Regions from separate parts of the Sus scrofa genome. Here region 1 is linked to region 2. Evidence: chromatin contacts called from public Hi-C data. All regions are on one chromosome and are shown on one strand. Each heading gives the region's core, a stretch centred on a gene start, on an enhancer-like site or on the middle of the called end of the contact. The rest is flanking DNA. Distances are from core to core; before and after follow the strand shown.

The links. A called contact is a pair of places that touch in the nucleus more often than the background predicts.
Region 1: a Hi-C map of retroperitoneal adipose tissue shows a contact between it and region 2, with 2.8 times the contacts expected there. The contact joins two enhancer-like sites. A contact is called at or near these places in 1 of 5 promoter capture datasets (liver), 33 of 47 Hi-C or Micro-C datasets (adipose tissue, alveolar macrophages, blood and 17 more) and 2 of 2 datasets of contacts at active chromatin or transcription factors (alveolar macrophages and skeletal muscle).

The regions. Positions count from the first base shown.
Region 1 is chr13:157,309,321-157,313,702 of Sscrofa11.1, reverse strand. It overlaps NXPE3 (NXPE family member 3), which reads left to right. Exons shown (of 7, transcript XM_003132693.4): 5 at 667-740. Among named protein-coding and RNA genes, the nearest start is that of NXPE3, 26 kb to the left of the region's middle. Within about 2 kb of position 2,017, at least 4 of the 83 cell types and tissues checked have an H3K27ac peak or open chromatin away from gene starts, as enhancers often do. A contact at or near this core is called in retroperitoneal adipose tissue, where this site is marked.
Region 2 is chr13:156,906,414-156,910,387 of Sscrofa11.1, reverse strand. No RefSeq gene overlaps it. Among named protein-coding and RNA genes, the nearest start is that of ZPLD1, 220 kb to the right of the region's middle. Within about 2 kb of position 2,432, at least 8 of the 83 cell types and tissues checked have an H3K27ac peak or open chromatin away from gene starts, as enhancers often do. A contact at or near this core is called in retroperitoneal adipose tissue, where this site is marked.

The DNA of each region.
Region 1 (4,382 bases), core at 768-3,267, 400 kb before region 2:
ACAATTAGGATTCAGCTCTGGACGAGGCCTAAGGAATCTGATGTGTGATTTAACGCTCAATAGACTTGTAGCCTGAAAACTAAGTAGTGACAAAACAGACATTCTAATCAGTGTGGGCCGTTCTCTGAGTCTAAGGGGAAGCAAGTAATTCGAACAGAATTTGTCATTTTGGAGTTCACACTCTTTTTTTAAGGGCCTTACTTGTGGCACATGTAATTTCCCAGGCTGGGGTCAAAGTGGAGCTGCAGCTGCCGGCCTATGCCACAGCCACAGCAATGCTGGATCTCAGCCTGTGACCTAAGCTGCAGCTTGCAGCAGTACCAGATCCTTAACCCACTGAGCAAGGCCAGTATCCTCATGGATACTAGTTGGGTTCTTAGCCCATTGAGCCATAATAGGAACTCTTAGAGTTTGCACTCTTAGGAAGAAGCAGTGAAAAATTAAGAACCTATGTAATTCTTACTCAGTTTTTATATCCATATATTCTGCTTATTGTAAGATACCTGGTTTATTAATTATCAGTTGTATTGATTAACATTTACCAAGAATATTTCATCTTAATAAAGCTCTGTGAAATCTTGCCCATTTAAAACTGCAAATAAAGATGCATTTTGGAAAGTAAATGTTCCTTAATCTAAGCTTATACTCTTTTTATTCCTCTTAAAGTGGTGTCAATATCAAAATGCCAATCAACTCCAGTGGACCTGACTGGGTGACTGTGATTCCCAGGAGTATAAAAGGTAAAGAGCAAAGAGCTGGATGATTTGTTGTTTTTCCTGCTAAGGGTTTTGAGGCTCTGCAGTTTCACTAATGTTACAAAACCCCTTTTTCCCCTTTAATATGCCCTGGTTGCTACTGAGCATAGTTTTAAATCCTTCCAGGCGATTTCGATCCACTAGTATAGGATATTATTAAAAGTAAAAGAATGAAGTTTAAAAGAGTAAATGTATGTGTTTTGTTTTTGCAGAATAGATATAATTATTCATAGTGACTTGTAGAAAGAAAGGCCGAATATTGTTAAAGAGGCTCATGGAGATGGCAGGTGATCCCTTTTTGGCCTTTTGGCTAAGATCAAGTGCAGATGGCACACGAGGTCCTTTTAGCTGTTGAAAGTGTGTATGTAGTATCCCACAGGGCGGATGATGTAAATGCTAATGCCACAGGTAGGTAACACGCAGGAATCCACCAGGATGGGTATTGGCTACGTGCATGCCTTGTGTAAATGGTGGGGAAGGAACCTTAGAGCAGGGACATTCTAAAGGGGGCAGCCTCTCAGTTCTGTGCATTGTTGCCACGCAGAAACGTAGACCTAGTGTGGGCAGATCTGTGGATTTTTTTTCCGTGAAAAACTGGAAGTCTTAATTTTTGATATGATGTCTCCAGATTTCAAAACATTGGTATCTAGGAGTTCCTGGTGTGGCTCAGTGGTTAACAAATCTGACTAGTATCCATGAGGATGTGGATTCGATTCCTGACCTCACTCAGTGGGTTAAGGATCCAGTGTTGCCGTGAGCTGTGGTGTAGGTCGCAGAGGCGGCTTGAATATGGCATTGCTGTGGCTCTGGCGTAGGCCGGTGGCTACAGCTACAATTCGACCCCTGGCCTGGGAACCTCCATACACTGTGGGTGTGGCTCTAAAAAGACAAAAAAAGAAAAAAACCAAAAAACCCAAAAAACTAACATTGGCATTCAGTTAAAAACTTTTAAAATATTGTGTGAGCTAAATAATATGGTCCAGCTGTAGGCAGGACAGTGCCAGTTTGTATCTCTGGTCTTCACTGTCATGTGCCACAAGAAATCCCAGTCTTTTCCTAATGAAGAGCTGTATTTCATTTACTTAAACCCAGTGAGTTATTAATTATAGAGGACAGAAATGTAAAACATCCCTATTGTCTGCTTGGCCCTCAACCCCACAGCTGAGATGTCAGTAAACATGGTACCTCCCAGTAGCACTGTACTCTTCACACTTAGGTCTGACACTGCAGGAGGCCCCATCCCACTACTGCATCTGTCCTTCTCTTCCACAGCCCTGGTTGTCTGACTTGCCCACCTTGTAATGTCTCTGACTGGCCAGTGGGATGGTCAGTAGGAGGAGGTTCAGATGATTCACTTGCACCTGACATGTCTTGGGGTTCAGCCAGGAAGGGGTTGTGGGTTTGTGATATACTCTTCTGTTGAGAGAGAAGATTCAGTAACTTGTGAGGCTTTTGATGGATTTTTAGAGGAAAAGAGCAACCATGAATCAGTAGGAACAGAGTAGCCTGGTTTTGAGAAAACCATCTCGGGACAGGTAGATAATTGGAAAGAAAATAGAAGGGAAATTGCTTTATTTAATGTCAAAGAACTCCCAGCTATGGAGTTCCTGTTGTGGTGTAGAGGAAACCAATCCGATTAGTATCCATGAGGATGTGGGTTCAATCCCTGGCTTGGCTTAGTGGGTGGGGGATCTGGTGTGGCTGTGAGCTGAGGTGTAGGTCCCAAACTTGGCTTGGGTCCCGCATTGCTGTGGCTGTGGTGTGGGTTGGCAGTTGTAGCTCAGATTCGACCCCTAGACTGAGGGCTTACATATGCTGCAGGTGTGGCCCTAAAAAGCAAAAAAAAAAAAAAAAAAAAAAAAAAGTCCAGCTTGGGGGAACTTCAAGAAGTTCACCTTAGTGACCAGCAGGGGGCACTTAAAGATCGTAAACGAAGGGCTCACGTTGTTCCTTCCATTCCTTCTTCCCTGTCTCCCTTCATTCCTTTTCCTCTTTTAAAAATGTTTTGTTCTCAGATAATTTTAGATTTAAGAGTTGTGAAACTATAGTACAAAGTTCCTGTATAGCTTTCACCCAACTTCCCCTAATGTTTGACATCTTAAGAAATCACAGAAACTTATCAAACCTAAGAATTTAACGTTAGTACAATATGATGATCTAAACTGCAGAGTTTTTTTGGATTGCATCAGTTTTTCCACTCATGTCCTTTCTTTGTTCCAGGATCCAGTGCAGATCTCACTTTGCATTTAATTGCACATTTCTTTTTATTTATTTATTTATTTATTTATTTAGTCTTTTTAGGGCCACACCCGTGGCATATGGAGGTTCCCTTCCAGGCTGGGGTCAGATCAGAGCTATAGCTGCTGGCCTATACCACAGCCACAGCCATGCGGGATCCTAGCTGCGTCTGTGACCTATAGCCACAACTCATGGCAATGCCAGATCCTTAACCTACTGAGCAAGGCCAGAGATTGAACCTGCGTCCCTGTGGATGATAGTCAGATCCGTTTCTGCTGAGCCAGGATGGGAACTCCCAAGTTGCTCATTTCTTCAATCTTCCTTCTGTGACAGATCCCCTGGCTCTTGTTCTATCTTTTTGATACTTTTGAAGAGCATTGGTCAGTTGTTTTTTTAGAATCTTTCTAGATTTGGGTTTGTCTAATGTTTTCTTTTGATTGAAATGAGGTTATGCAGTTTGGGAAAGACTAGGACAAAAATGATGTTGTGTGTCAGTTTATATTAGTAATGATGTTAACCTTGATCACTTGGTTAAAGAAGTGGTGTCTGCCTGGGTTTTCCACTCTATATTTACTCAGTGTTCTGGGGAGATACTTTGAGACTGTGGTAGGCTGAATAATGTCCCCTAAAGACATCCAGATCCTAATCCCTCACATTTGTGACTGTTACCTTATACGGCAAAAGAAACTTTGCATACATGATTAGCTTAATGGTTTTGAGATGAGGAGAGATTATCTGAGTGGGCCGTAGATACAATCATAAGTGTTCTTTTAAGAAGGAGGCAGAGGGAAAGTTCATAAGAAGACAGAAGGCCATGTAAAGATAGAAACAGAGATTTGAAGATGCTGTGATCCTGTCTTTAGAAGTGAAGAAGGGGGCCATGAGTCAAAGAATACAACTCTAGAAAACATGTCTTTCTGTTTCAGCTAGAAATGTGGAACTGAATCCATACTAGATCCTTCAGCTAGAGCATGGCTCTGCCGACACCTTGGTTTTGGCCCAGTGATACTCATTTTGGACTTCTGGCTTTCAGAACTATAAAATAACAAATTTGTATTGTTTTAAGCTACTAAATTTGTGGTAATTTGTTACAGCAGCTGCAGGAAACTAATACAGAGTCTATGTAGCATTCTGTTTCTGCTTCAACTCTCAACTGCTGACTTGAGCATCATGCCTAGAACTCCCTGCAGCAGTTATTTCTGTGGTGTTCTAATGGTGCTTGCTCTCTCCCTCTCATTCCTAATACCTTTGTTACTTGGAATTTTTCTGTAAGGAAGAGTTGTTCCTTCTTTACCATTTATTTAATTTTATCAATATAGACCCATGACTCTTTCATTCTTTTTTTTTTTTTTTCCTTTTTTTTTTAAAATTATTTTCCCACTGTACAGC
Region 2 (3,974 bases), core at 1,183-3,682:
CAGTAGATCCGAATGATAATAGAAAAGTCAGTTATATCACTTTATTCAATACCCTGCAGTAATTTTTTTTTGTCCAGAGTAAAATCAAAGTCTTTACAGTGGCCTAAGAGTCCCTGTGACTTTTGTCTTCCCAATTACATAATTGACCTTAGACTCTGCTCCAGCCCCCTTGGCCTCCTAGGAGATTCTCCCTTAAACTCAATCCATTTTTACTTTAAAAACATTTACTTTGCACTGGCTCTTCTGTCTTCCTGGAATTTCCTTCCAAATGAGTGCCTCATCTTCTTAAAGTTCTTGCTCAAATCTCACTTTTACAATGAGGCCTATTAGACAGCTCTAGTTAAAACTGCAATGCCCTCAGCACTCCAGTCACTCCCTTACCATGTTGTTTTTCCTTTTTATTTTTTTCCCCAGGGAACTCCTCACCTCTTAAAAATCTATGTAATTTATTTTTTGTATGTTTATTTTCTGTCCAAATATACATAAGTCCCATGAAGACTTTTTTATCTCCAGTAAAAAGAAATGTTACTGGAACATAGCAATTACTCAATGCTGATGATTAAATGGAAAACATGAAAGTTGGCACATAACACTGGAATAATGTCTAAAAACTCAGAAAAAGGAAGATTTTCAGATATCTTGGGTGCAAAAGAATTTCCTTTCAGGATGAGAAATTTTTACTTCTCAAATATGTGTGGTAGATTAGTGCTATAAATGGTGAAGTTGGAAACGAAGGAACTTGGAGTTTCTGGCATTCATTTGTTCCCAGAACAGTTCCTTATACCTGTGGATCTCAGGCTAGTCCCTCAAAATGAAGCCTGGCAGAGGTGTTAGAAACTTCTACTAGCATTGTGCCTGGGAGCTTGGTAAAAATGAATATTTCTATCCCCTGTGTGGGGCCTATGAATCTGCATTTTAATTTTGCAACCTTGTAATTGTTTTAAGCAAGAGCCACAATTAAAAAGAAAACTGACCTATTTATTTACAAGTCAAGGATATTAGTTTTCATAGGAAGTTCATGTCCAGTCAGGGTTTTAAAGACTTCAAGTTTGCTCTATTTCCACAAAAAGGTGGGATAGGCTTCACTGGGCAGTGAGGGGTATCAAGGGACCACCACTTAACTCTGTTGACCTTAAAAAAAAGCTATTTACCAGAAAAATTATTTATTCAGGAATAGCAGAGAATTGCAATTCAGGACAAGCAAACTATGGTGAACCGTAATCAAGGCATATGCACACTGATTTGTATTGAACGACTGGTCAACAGGGTCCTGCTGTATAACACAGAGAACTCTACCCAATATTCTATGATAATCTATATGGGAAAGTAATCTGAAAGAGAATAGAAGTGTATACATGTATGAATGACTGAATCACTTTGTTGTATAGCAGAAATTATCACAGCATTGTAAATCAACTATACTTCAATAAAACTTTAAAAAATAATAAGAAAAGGAACAGAGGAGAGGGGCTTGCTTTTATAGAGGAAAAGAGGAAGTTGGAAGGAACTGTTTTGAGGAATCCAAGTTGGTAAATGTGTTTAAATGGTGAACTCTTGCTGGGCAAAGTGAATTTCTTCCTTTCTCCTTCTGGGCTCTGATTAATAGTGAGAGCTCCCCCTTTATGACTTTATTTTAAAGATTACCTTTATTTATTTTCATAACTCCCAGTTTCTAGGAGCTGTCTTCAAAACTTTCCAAGACTGATGTATTTCAAGGGCAATTAATTTTCAGGATGAATTCAGTTCTGAGCAATCCATGGCTGATTTTTAGCACACAGTGTCATCTCCCTCTTGCCAAAGAAGTGTCTGAGAAAAACCAGAGAGATTTAGAACAGACAGCCCAGTGACAGGAGTTCTTTCATCCATGAGCAGTATCTCTCTAAAACCTGATTCTGGGCCAGTAAGGCATACTTATTTTCCGAGATTGCCCAGGATTTTTTTTTTTTGGATTCTTGTAGCACTCCTAAAACTTCCATCTTCAAATCCCTGACCTGTGCCAATTTCTCAGTTAACTGGCAAGGTTACCTTAGACATTTTCTGCTCCACACTAATGCTGTACCTCTAATGTCTATTTGGCTTTGTCTTCTTTCCCCATCCTTATCTTAAAGAAAAAGTCCTGTAAGTATTCTTCATCTATAATCTTATCTGCAAATTTTTTTTTCCTTAAAAGGGTCCTAGAAGAAATCACTAATCCAACCTCAAGAGCCATGGAACTTTTTTACTACATGTCTTATATTTCTTTTCTCCTCTTCCCTCCAGTATGTTTCTTCTCACCTGTTTTTACTTCCTTTGCACTTTCTTGGGTAGATGTGTCCCTTTTATTTTCAATATTCTCTCTCAATTCAGACCTCCTTTTCTCTTGAGTACCTTAGGCTCATAGGATGTTGGAAGTGGAAAGTCCTTCAAGATCATTTGCTTTAAGACTCTCATTTTTTAAAGTAAAGATGCTGAAGACCAAACAGGTAACAATATTTGCCCAGGGTCCACAGCAAGGTAAAGGCAGGAATGAGCCCCTCTGATTCTCAGGTCAGTACCCTTCCATGGTGGGCTCTCCTTTTTTCTCTTTCTATAAGGCAGAGCTTATACTTGCCAGCTCAGGGGCCACATCTAACCCACTGCCAACTTTTCCTTGACCTGCATATAAATAAAAAAAATTATTTGTTATTTTTTAAAAGTGTAGAATTTCAGAAAAGATCTAGAGGTGGACTATATAGTGGTTCAGACCTTGTTTCCTGGGGATGAGAGCCCCAGTTTAAATCCCAGTTAGACTTCTTACTAACTGGTAATTTATGGAGGAGTTAATAAACCAACTTCCCTTCATTTTCTTCATCTATAAAAAGGGGTTGAAGTCTTTACCTCAATGAGTTTTTTTTTTTTTTTAATTAAGGCTTAAAATGTTATCCTTTTATTATCTCAGGGTTTCTGTAGGCCAGCAATCCAAGCATGGATTAGCTGGATTAGCATCTCATTTGGTATGGTTCACTGGGGTATATTCTAAACTGGGAGTTCTTGGGGAATGATCTTCTTTCAAGCTCATTTAGGTTGGAAGCGTTCAGTTCACTGAGATTATAGGACTGAAGTCAACATTTTCTTTTTGACTATTGACTAGGAATTGCTCTCAGCTTCTAGAGGGTGCTCAAAGGCCTTTGCCTGTGGCCCCCTCCATCTTCAAAGCCAGGAACAGAAAATCCCCCTTGCATGAAGTCCCTCTCACACTTCAAATCTCACTCATCAGACAGCCTCTCCTTTCAAAGGCTTATCTGGTTAGGTCAGATAATCTCTGCTTCTTAAAGATAACTGTTTCATAATCTAATCATGGAAGTGACTATCCCATCATACTCATGATTCATACCTCAAGGGAGGTGATTATATGGGATGTCTACACCAGAGGGTAGGAATCTCGGGAACCTACTGGGAATTCTTTCTTTTGTACTATGAGAATCCAAGAAGCTTAATAAATGGCAGTACATATAAAGTTCTTAAAACAGTGCCTAATAAACAAGTGCTGTGTGTGTCTGTTATCATCTACTTTTTATTATTATGGTCATGCTGTTTTGATTCTGACTCAGAATCAGGAAGCTTATCCTGTTTGTATCCCTTCTGGCCCTTGTGTGCTGCTCCCTCATCTACCTGTGTGTATATCCTCTGCCTCCAGGCACCAATTCCATTACTCTAAGTTCTCCATAAGAAGAACTTTTAAGAACAATGAAGTTTTGTAAATTCACTCTTATCTGGAGGGACAAGTTGTCTGGAATTTTTAAAGTATGGAATAATAATAACATTAAATCCTACTACATAGCACAGGGGACTATATCCAATCTCTTATGATAGAACATGATGGAAGATGATATAAGAAAAACAATGTATACATATGTATGACTGGGTCACTTTGCTGTACAGCAGAGATTGACACAACATTGTAAATCAATTATACTTTAATAAAAAATTTAAAAAATGATAGCATTAAAGAGGAC